Regions from separate parts of the Mus musculus genome. Here region 2 is linked to region 1. A link is a contact called in public ChIA-PET data. All regions are on one chromosome and are shown on one strand. The core of a region is the stretch at or near the end of the contact, and the rest is flanking DNA. Distances in the headings are between cores, read along the strand shown.

Region 1 (4,537 bases), core at 838-3,337:
AGTTAACTGAACTCGTGGTATTCAAAGGAGCGTTCTGCAATGATGAAAAAGTGCTTTTAAATCTGTTACCCACCATAGCAGTCATTTCCACAATACCTGTGGTTAGAGATACTGAGACGCCGAGTTTAACTCGTTATTTACGTGGCTCAGCATGGCCGGGGGGGCTGAGAGGACACACCAGCACGTGTGTGTCTTACCCAGTTGTCCTTTCACTCCCACAGTCATCTTGGGTACTGACAAATTAACAGAGACACCAGACTCTTTAGGCACGAGTCACCCTTGTCGGGGGAAGCGGGGGCTTATGCGCTTTTCAAAAGTAGAGTGCTGTGAAGGTCAGGGAGATGGGGGCAGGGTGTACATGTGTGCACATGTGTGCAAGTGTGGACAGGATCGCTCAACATGGACCACAGGGGATGGCTGCTTCTTTCGAGAGAGGGTGGGGAGTGAAAGTGGCCGCTTTGGAGCTGAGAGCCTCTCTGCTGACTAGCTGTGTGGGGTACATCCAAAGGCCTGCAGCTTCGGGAAGGGGTTCGTTTCTAGAGCTGTCCCATGCAGGCCTCATATTCAGTCTCAGGCCACAGGAAGAGATTAAACTTAGCCTCAAAGCTGTCACCACAGGAAGTGCAGCATCTGCAATGATGGCTAGGACACCAGAGGGAGGTGCAGAAAGGTCTGCTTGCTCCTCTGAGCTACTGAGAACTAACCCTCTCCCTCCCTCCCCCCACCCTCATCTGCTGATCAGGCAGACAGACACAGGAGAGAAAGGCCCTCAAGAATGAGGAACAGGGTGTTCAGAATTCAGATCAAAACCTAGTGTTGGGCCACCCAACGCATCTGACTGGACTCAAAGAGCTGAGGTCTCCTCTGGGCCTAAGTAGGAATTTATCTTTAAACTAGTGTAGGCCTGGTGTAAACGCTGACTGGATATAAAGGACAATTCTGCTTTTTGAGGCTTTGTGATGGTGAGGGAAAGTAATTTGAGACAGCATACAGACAGCTCAGAGAGGGCAAGGGGAGCCAGCGGCAGGCAGGGCAGTACCATGAGCAAGGTGCTGCTCTTTCTTCCGCTGGCCCTGCAGGTCCCTGCCATTTTCAAACTTGGAGAATCTGTCTCTGGACAGGTTCTCCGTCTACCTTGGAGGTGGGGTAGCTGTGTGTTGGATGGAGCGTCCGCCCATCCCAAGGTGGCTTTCTCTGAGTGTGTTTGAACAGCTGAGTAAGCAGGACTTTGCTTTCAAAAGGAAAAAGAAAAAGAGCGTTCCAGCCCCATCGCAGAACTCATCAGTCAAGTTACTGTTCTGTTCTGAGGAAGGCGTACGTCGGCTTGGGCCAGCTCTGTGCAGCCTTAGGCCTTCATCCTCTGCTTGGGTATGTTTGCATGGCGCAGAGGGACAAGGGTGTTAACAGACTTGGGGTGGCCGAAGCATTCCAGCAAACCTCCTGATCTGAGTTCTGCCCTGGGTTTCCCCACCGTTGACAGGTCTACAGTCCCCTGTGGGCCTGCCAAGGGGGAACCACACCTGCATCGAATCCGAGGAACTTCTCATGCAGCAAAACTTTCTATTTCTTTCTTTTAACAATAATAACTGGAAACAGCAATGGACTGGGCATGGTGGCACCTGATTTAATCCCAGCACTCTGAAGGCAGAGGCAGGGGGATCCCTGTGAGTTTCAGGCCAGGCCAGCCTGATCTACAGAGCAAGTTCCAGGAAAAACCAAAACCAAAACCAAACCAAATCAAATCAGAAGAAAACTGCCAAAGCCAGAAAATAGCAAGGAATAAAATCTACAGTTTGACACCAGAACAGGACACTGCTGGTTTGTTTTCACGTGACACAGAGCATGCTCAACTAGAGGGGAGGGAGGGAGGCCTGCACAGGAAATTTATCAAGCCAGCAAATCTAAGAGTGTTTCGAATTCAGTTAACTTTTTAGAACGCTTACTTAGGTTCTTACCAGGAGATGGCTCAGTGGGAAATCAGTGGCTGCCAAGCCTGAAGTTTAATTCCCAGGGTCCATGGGGTTTTGTGTGTGTGTGTGTTTTCTTTTTAGCCGGAAGTGGCTGCTTACATCTGCCCATCCCAGCATGCCTGTGGCAAGATGGGAGGTGCAGGCAGCAGAATCACCCAGAAGCGTGTGGGCCAGAGCCTGGAGTGTGCAACACAACAGAAACAAGAGACCCCACTGCAGCAAGATGGCAAGAACCAACCCCCAAAGTTATCCTCTGACCTGCACATACCTACCTATCACACATATACACAAAATCAAATCAAAATCCCAAACCTATCAGCTTTCCTCCTTTCTGTGTGGGGCACAGAGGTGGAGCCGGTTGCCAACACTCGATCTTTACATGTATGAAACAGTCCTGTGAGGGGTACCTTCCGACTCACAGTTTACAGGTGAGCAAGTACCGCTCAGCCACGGACGGCTGGATGTCTACCTCAGATTCTGCTGTGATCCAGGGCTTCGTCTGTGTGTGCTAGCAAAGTGTTCTACAACAGTCACTTCGTTTCTTAACTACCTTAATTAACATGAGTTAATTAACCTGTGTTTCCCAGGCATCCTCCTTCCTTTACTTCTTTCGTTTGTTTCCTATGTGATAATACATAGAAGCATAAACCTTTACCTAAGCTTTCTCTCTGTCTGTAGTTGCGCAAACTCCCTTCCTAATAAACTCAGCGGTAGCCCATTCTTCTCACTGACTGTAATCAGGCCACAGTTGCCTGCTTTATGTAGGCATTACTGTCCCATATGTCCTCCAACGCCAGGCTAGAAGCAGGGTTCTGTGCCTCTCTGGGACATTGAACCCTCCTTTGCAGACCCTTGGCCCACTGCCTTCTGTGAGCAAAGCCCAAGCCACAGAGTCACTAATTACACTAGTCGGCTTCTTGATCCTACCACAGAATACCAGGGACGAGCTACCCATAAAGAGAAGAAGGTTTACAGAGCTCAAAGCCTTCCTGGTTCAAGCAGCCCCGTGGCCATGGTGTTGCGCGTTGGGTAGGAAGGCTGGTGGTAATGGTGTGATTGCTTGTTTTAACAAGGACTCACACTTCGAGCCAGGAATCTGAGAAGACAGGCCCCGTCCCATAATCTCCCTCGGGGCCGCTCCTCCTGAAGCTCCACAGATCCTCTTTAAGAGTTAGTTTGGGGGATCAGTCCTTTAGCAAACAGAACCACAGTCCGTGCCCTTCACGCATGGAACTCATCGTGCTTGCACACAGAATAAAGAAGTGCAATTCAATTCACTCTGTGAAGCGCAAACCAAAGACTCCTATGTTCAGTATTTACCATTTACTGGGCAGAGGTGCCAGCTGTTCCCCAGAGCAGTTACCCCGAGAAGTACCCGAAAAATAAAAATTTCAAGGTCTCAACTCCAAAGTCCAAACTAAACAGGGCTGACAGCAGCCTAGCAATCTGCATTTTTCAAATCCCTCCATGGCTTTCAAGTACAGCCAGGGATGGAGTTTGCAGCACAGATAACTAACTACTTTCTGGAATGGATAGGCACCCTCTGCTGGAGCGACTTAGAGTTGCAGCACTCCCCACTATGAGCTGCTCTGCTGGGCTTTATTGGAAAATCATTGAGAAGACAGGTCCTGGTACAAAGAAGACAACAAGCAGCTCACCAGTCTCAGAGGGCTAGCCTACGGGTACCAGAAAAGCCTGCCATGTGTTCGAGGCCGAGGTCCCTTTATTTTTTCCAGTCATTTCATTTTGAATGGCATACGACCTCATTGCAATCTTCCTGCCTCCATAGGTAGCGACACTGAAGAATGCAAAGCTCCCTCTTGAAGCCTTTTCCTTAAACTTGGCTCCTGCTAAAGAGGCTGGCCCCCCCATATCCCCATCCTCAGCAAGGCTGGGGTCTGTTAGTAAAGCTGGCCAGTCCCTCCCCACAAGGAAAGGACATTATATACGCTAATGCACTTAGAGATTGGAGTGCTCATGCCGGCTCCGCACAGCGGTCTACGAATCAGGCGTGGGGCTCTGCTTTTATATTACAGTGATATTCGACGGCCTTAGTCGGAACAGCCAGAGATAGCAGCCTCAGCGTGGGCTCCATCAGGACCTCACTGGCACTGAATGTCCCCCTCCCTCCCCACCACTTCCAGTCAGAAAGCAAGGAGGGCACAGCACCGATCTGCTGCTGCAGGAGCACAGGAGCAAGCCTTTGTTATCTTTTTTTGCTGCACTTTCAAATGTGTATGTGGTAGACAATCAGCCCCCTGATGTGTGTGACTGATGTGAGCTCCAAGGGCCTTAAAAAGGCCCACAAATTTTTTTTTTTCTATAAAAGCTTCTATTTTAGGTAAAGTTACATCAGATTTTCCATTCTACAGTAAACAAAAATTTTCCAGCTTTTTTTTTTTTTTTAATACTGTCACCTTCATTCCCATCTTAGGGTTTTATTTGGTATTTAGTGGATTTTTGGGAGGGTATTTACTTAAGGATTGTTTCACCCACTCTCCCACAGACGGATATTTAGATCACACTTATGTTTTAGTTCTGTGTTGGATGTCTTTGCTCATGCCATT
Region 2 (4,517 bases), core at 1,029-3,528, 290 kb before region 1:
GATGTGTGGTTACTAAGAATAAACCAAAGGCACTGGCTCAGTGGCTGAAAGCACTTTCTGTTCTTCTACAAGGCCTAAGTTCAGTTCCCAGAGCACCCATGGTAACTTAACAAACTCCAGTCCAAGAGTCTGAGGGGTTTGACACCCTCTTCTGCCTTCCTCTGGCACTGGGCATGCACAAAGTGCACATACATACATACAGGCAGACAAAAGAGTCATAAAAATGTATGTAAAAATAAATAAATCCTAAAGAATTCAAGTAAGCAAACCCAGGATATGAGCAGAGAAATGGCCCAGCAGTTAAGCGTGCCTGGCCTTGTCAGATACAGATGTGCTCATAGACACACTCACTCATAGACACACACATGCATACAAATACACACATGTGCATGTACACTTACACGTGGTCAAGGTAAAAACAAAGTTAAAAATAAGCTCAAGACATCACCATACAGCATATATATATGTATTTTTTTTTTACAGTTTATGTGAGAGAAATGAGATGAAGGTTTTAAAACACACAGAAACTTAGATTTGTAAAGTTTCCCCCTTTAAGAAGGTGTGTAATGCATTAGCCACATTGCCATCACAGGGATGCCCCTCTTTTAGCACACGTTTGGCTTCCCTAATGTGCACCTGAGTGGCAGATCCTCACCAGCTAAGAAAATTATTTCCAGATGATACATTCTTGTGATTATCAGTTTTGGTGCTATCTGTACAGCGATAACCTCACTTTTGGTTTCTTAAATCAGCATTTCTCAGAGTGTTCCGGAGCCACCAAGGTCAGCCACTCCTGGGAAGCTGAACTGAAGACTCCCAGGCTCTACCCACCCCACCCCCTAAATCTGCTGAATCAGAAACTAGGGATGATACCCAGGCTCCTGTGCCTGCAAGCACTCCTGGGTGTCTGGGTGCATGCTTAGAGCTGGGAACTCTGGGTATTTGCTTTTATCATGAATCTTGATTCATAACAGGGTGTTTTCCCTGGGCACATACTCTTCCCTGGGCACATACCCAGTTGGTTACTCTTATGGTTCACATTTGATACAGAACCATTTTAGATTAGATAAAGAATGTGAGCAGAGCTCTATCACCACAACAGAGGACAAAGAGTAACTGGCTTCAAAAAGAGGCACAGCAGCCACAGCCACATTGATTCTGAGAACAGCTAGTCAGTTACCACACCTTATGGGCTAAGGAAGTTAAGTGCCTGGCATGGGGCTCCTACAGACCTGGGTCACTGTCTCACTGTGAGAATTTGGAGAGATTTCCAAGCATCCCTGTGCCTTCATCTCATTGTGTTAAATAATCCTGTAAAGTACAGATATGAGGGGAGAGAGTGAGCTTGGGGTGGCAGACCTCACCCACCATTGAACTTTACCTTTAGGTGAACAAAAGGGAAGCATGTCAGAGATGGACAGTGTAGCCAGAGACAGTGTAGCCAGAGACAATGTAACCAGACACAGTGTAGCCAGAGATGGTGATGTAGTCAGAGGCAGAGTAGCCAGAGACAGTGGTTTAGCCAGAGATAGTGTAGCCAGAGACTATAGTATATAGTATATAGTATATAGTATAGTCAGATACAGTATAACCAGAGACATTGTAGCCAGAGACAGTGGTATAACCAGAGATAGTGGGTAATCAGAGACAGTGGTGTAATCAGAGATAGTGTAGTCAGAGATAATGTAACCAGAGACATTGGTGTAAACAGAAACAGTGTAGTCAGAGACAATGTAGCCAGAGACAGTAGTGTAACCAGGAACAGGTTTAAGGTTTGTGCTGAAATACCTAAATGTGTGGAAAGGATAGTGAACCAAGACAGAGTTAGACAAAACTTTTTATATAAAAGCTACTGACCGCAAGTACTCCCCCCATAGCAAACCTTTAAAGAAACACACACTGCTTTGGAGACTTTGAACTAGAATTTATTTCTCTTCAGCTACTCAGCCTCTGGTTCCTTCCACTTGATTACTGCAAACCTGACCTATGACCTAGCAAGTTGTAGGGGAGCCCTGGCCCTCTGTGCCCTCTGTACACAGAAGGTTTACCCTTCTGCACAGTTCCCAGTTGGTGACTCTGATCCAGGTATCTGAAAAAACTTTCTAGTTGCCCCCTCCCAGACCTCCCTCCTTTCTTCTCCTGCTCTACTCGGATTGAAAACACTTTCTGTTCACCCCCGGCTGTTGTACACTTGACACACACATTCTCTGTCTTCCTGAAGGGCCACACACCAGTGCACGGGGCTTGTGTATAACTACATAGTGGCTTCTTCCGGTCCCCACCTGACTCTCCACCTTCCAGGGCCACTTTGTTCTTCCACATAGTCTTTGAGGTGGTGATGCACACTACAGAGAGGCATGTTCCCCAAAATGAGGTCTGTACCCTTGTGCCCCTCACATCTCAGCTAGAGAAGACAGCAGACAGTCAGCATGGGATGTTAGCGCATGTCCCACTTTTGACAGATGCCAAGGAGATTGGAAACATGGAGTATGAGGGCAGGATACAGTTTAATGGGGTGATGGGGTGGCTCTCACTGAGAATGTGACATTTGAGTCAAAGCTTGAAGGAGATGAGGGTGGCCAGAAGGTCTGGAGCCAGGGAGTATGAGGGAAAGGAAACAGGGTGAGGCCAGCAAGAATACCAGGGCACTGGGACCTGCTAGACATGGGCACAGACCTGGAGTTTTCTCCAAATAGTATCCTGCCTTTGACCCCTTGAAGTCTAGTTCCCATCTAAGAAGCAATAGTCAGGACCTAACCCTGAGTAGGACTGGTGAATCATGGATGCCTCACACGCCAAGCCTGGAGTTGGGACTTTCTCTCTAAAGTAATAGCACCACCTCGCCAGTCACGTGCAAGGACAGCTGAGGTCAGAGTACCGCTTCCCTGGCAGTGGGCAGTGATGCTCAGCTCGTTTTTTATAAGAGAGAGAGGAAGACACCTTTGTGCAAGGGTCTGTCAGCCCCACTATTGCCATGTAAAAGCCGTTGTATCCACGAGAACACTAAAGAAATTCCAGAAAAGGTCCCTAGACTAACTAAAAACGTTTCTGAAACTAGAATGTGACCATTGAGGACATCTTTCCAGCTTTGCCCAGTCCCTGACGCCTCTGAGGACGGGCAGCTGGCCCTATATACCTGTGATAAGCATGCCTGAATAAACTCTCCCTAGCCATTTACTAAAGATTTCAAATACAACTTCTCTCATCTTTTGCTTATAAAATAAAATAAGGGGGCCAGCTATAGTGGTGCACACCTTTAATGCCAGCACTCCAGACGCAGATATCTGTGAGCCCAAAGTCAGCCTGATCTGCATAGTAAGTTCTAGGCCAGCCAGGGCTCTGAAGTAAGAGCCTGACCCACCAAAAAAAAAAAAAAAGTCCTGGAAGATGGTTCAGTGAGTAACAGCAGCCATCATATAGGCTTAATGACCTCAGTGGCCCATGGATCCCACAAGGTGGAAGGAGAGAACTGACTCCCAAGTATACAGAGGAACACACATACTGTGGTATGTGCACCTTCACACAGTTAAAATATATAAACTTTTTAGGTCATGTGTGTATATCTAATGGCAAATGAGAGTATTACAGGTGTTCCTGCAAGAAGATAGAAATGCGAAATGTGAATTAGAGCCTAACATTCACACCATTTATTTATTAATTCATTTGTTTATTTATTAAGGATGTATGTGAACTGCCATGGAGGTCCTCTTACTCGCTGAGCCATCTCTCTGGCCTCCCACTGTTTTAGTTAGTAGTAGTAGTAGTAGTAGTAGTAGTAGTAGTATTCATTGTTAAACTGATTGATGTTGATATGGTCAGATAGCTTGTTAAAAATAAGAACAGTATTATCTTTTAATGGAAAAGTGTGAGTGAAAAACAGTAAATATTTTCCTATTTCTTATCAGTGGAAGTTTTAAAGCACCTTTCCACTGGAATAGTGGTTCTCATCATTTGTGACTTGCCAGTTCCTGAAATGCTTTGCTTAGAAATGTACTCTCGTGTTTTTGTTTTTCATTGGTATCTTAGTTTAGAAAAATTTGTCATATGATTCAGTGTTCTTCAGAGGAAAGTGAATTTTCTCAAAGATATTTTATAACATTTTTTTTTCTTTACTTGATCCTCTCAAAACTGGTTAGTGTTGTAGAAGCCATCTGATCCTGTTCGTATGAATCTCAGCTTCCAAGGAGGGTTAGGGCACTTATAGATAAGAAAGTAAACAAGGAATAATGAAAGAGATTTTTTTTTCAAAGACACGCTTCAAGAGATAGCAAGTAACCAGTTCTATTTATCTTACGATATGACCAATCATTAAACACATTAAAGGACCAGAGAGCTGGCTTAGTGGCTAAGAGCACCAGCTGCTCTTGCAGAAGATCTGGGTTTGTTTCCCAGGACCCACAGGATAGCTCACAACGCCTGTGACTCCAGTTCAGAGGGTCTGGTGCCTTCTTCTGGCCTCTGTGGGCAACATGCACATACAGTGCTCAGACATACATGGAAGCAAACCATTCATACAT

What was found. ChIA-PET counts read pairs in DNA pulled down with a chosen protein or histone mark.
Region 2: a contact with region 1 is called in an RNA polymerase II ChIA-PET map of memory CD8 T cells, with 39 read pairs. The contact joins two enhancer-like sites. A contact is called at or near these places in 3 of 484 Hi-C or Micro-C datasets (B cells, forebrain and mammary gland), 2 of 115 datasets of contacts at active chromatin or transcription factors (embryonic stem cells and memory CD8 T cells) and 1 of 9 other capture datasets (embryonic stem cells).

Annotation. Positions count from the first base shown.
Region 1 is chr14:121,258,986-121,263,522 of GRCm38.p6, reverse strand. The region is part of intron 16 of Farp1 (FERM, RhoGEF (Arhgef) and pleckstrin domain protein 1 (chondrocyte-derived)); the gene reads right to left. Among named protein-coding and RNA genes, the nearest start is that of B930095G15Rik, 13 kb to the right of the region's middle. Within about 2 kb of position 2,087, at least 39 of the 459 cell types and tissues checked have an H3K27ac peak or open chromatin away from gene starts, as enhancers often do. A contact at or near this core is called in memory CD8 T cells, where this site is marked.
Region 2 is chr14:121,550,557-121,555,073 of GRCm38.p6, reverse strand. All of the region lies in intron 50 of Dock9 (dedicator of cytokinesis 9), which reads left to right. Among named protein-coding and RNA genes, the nearest start is that of Slc15a1, 48 kb to the right of the region's middle. Within about 2 kb of position 2,278, at least 29 of the 459 cell types and tissues checked have an H3K27ac peak or open chromatin away from gene starts, as enhancers often do. A contact at or near this core is called in memory CD8 T cells, where this site is marked.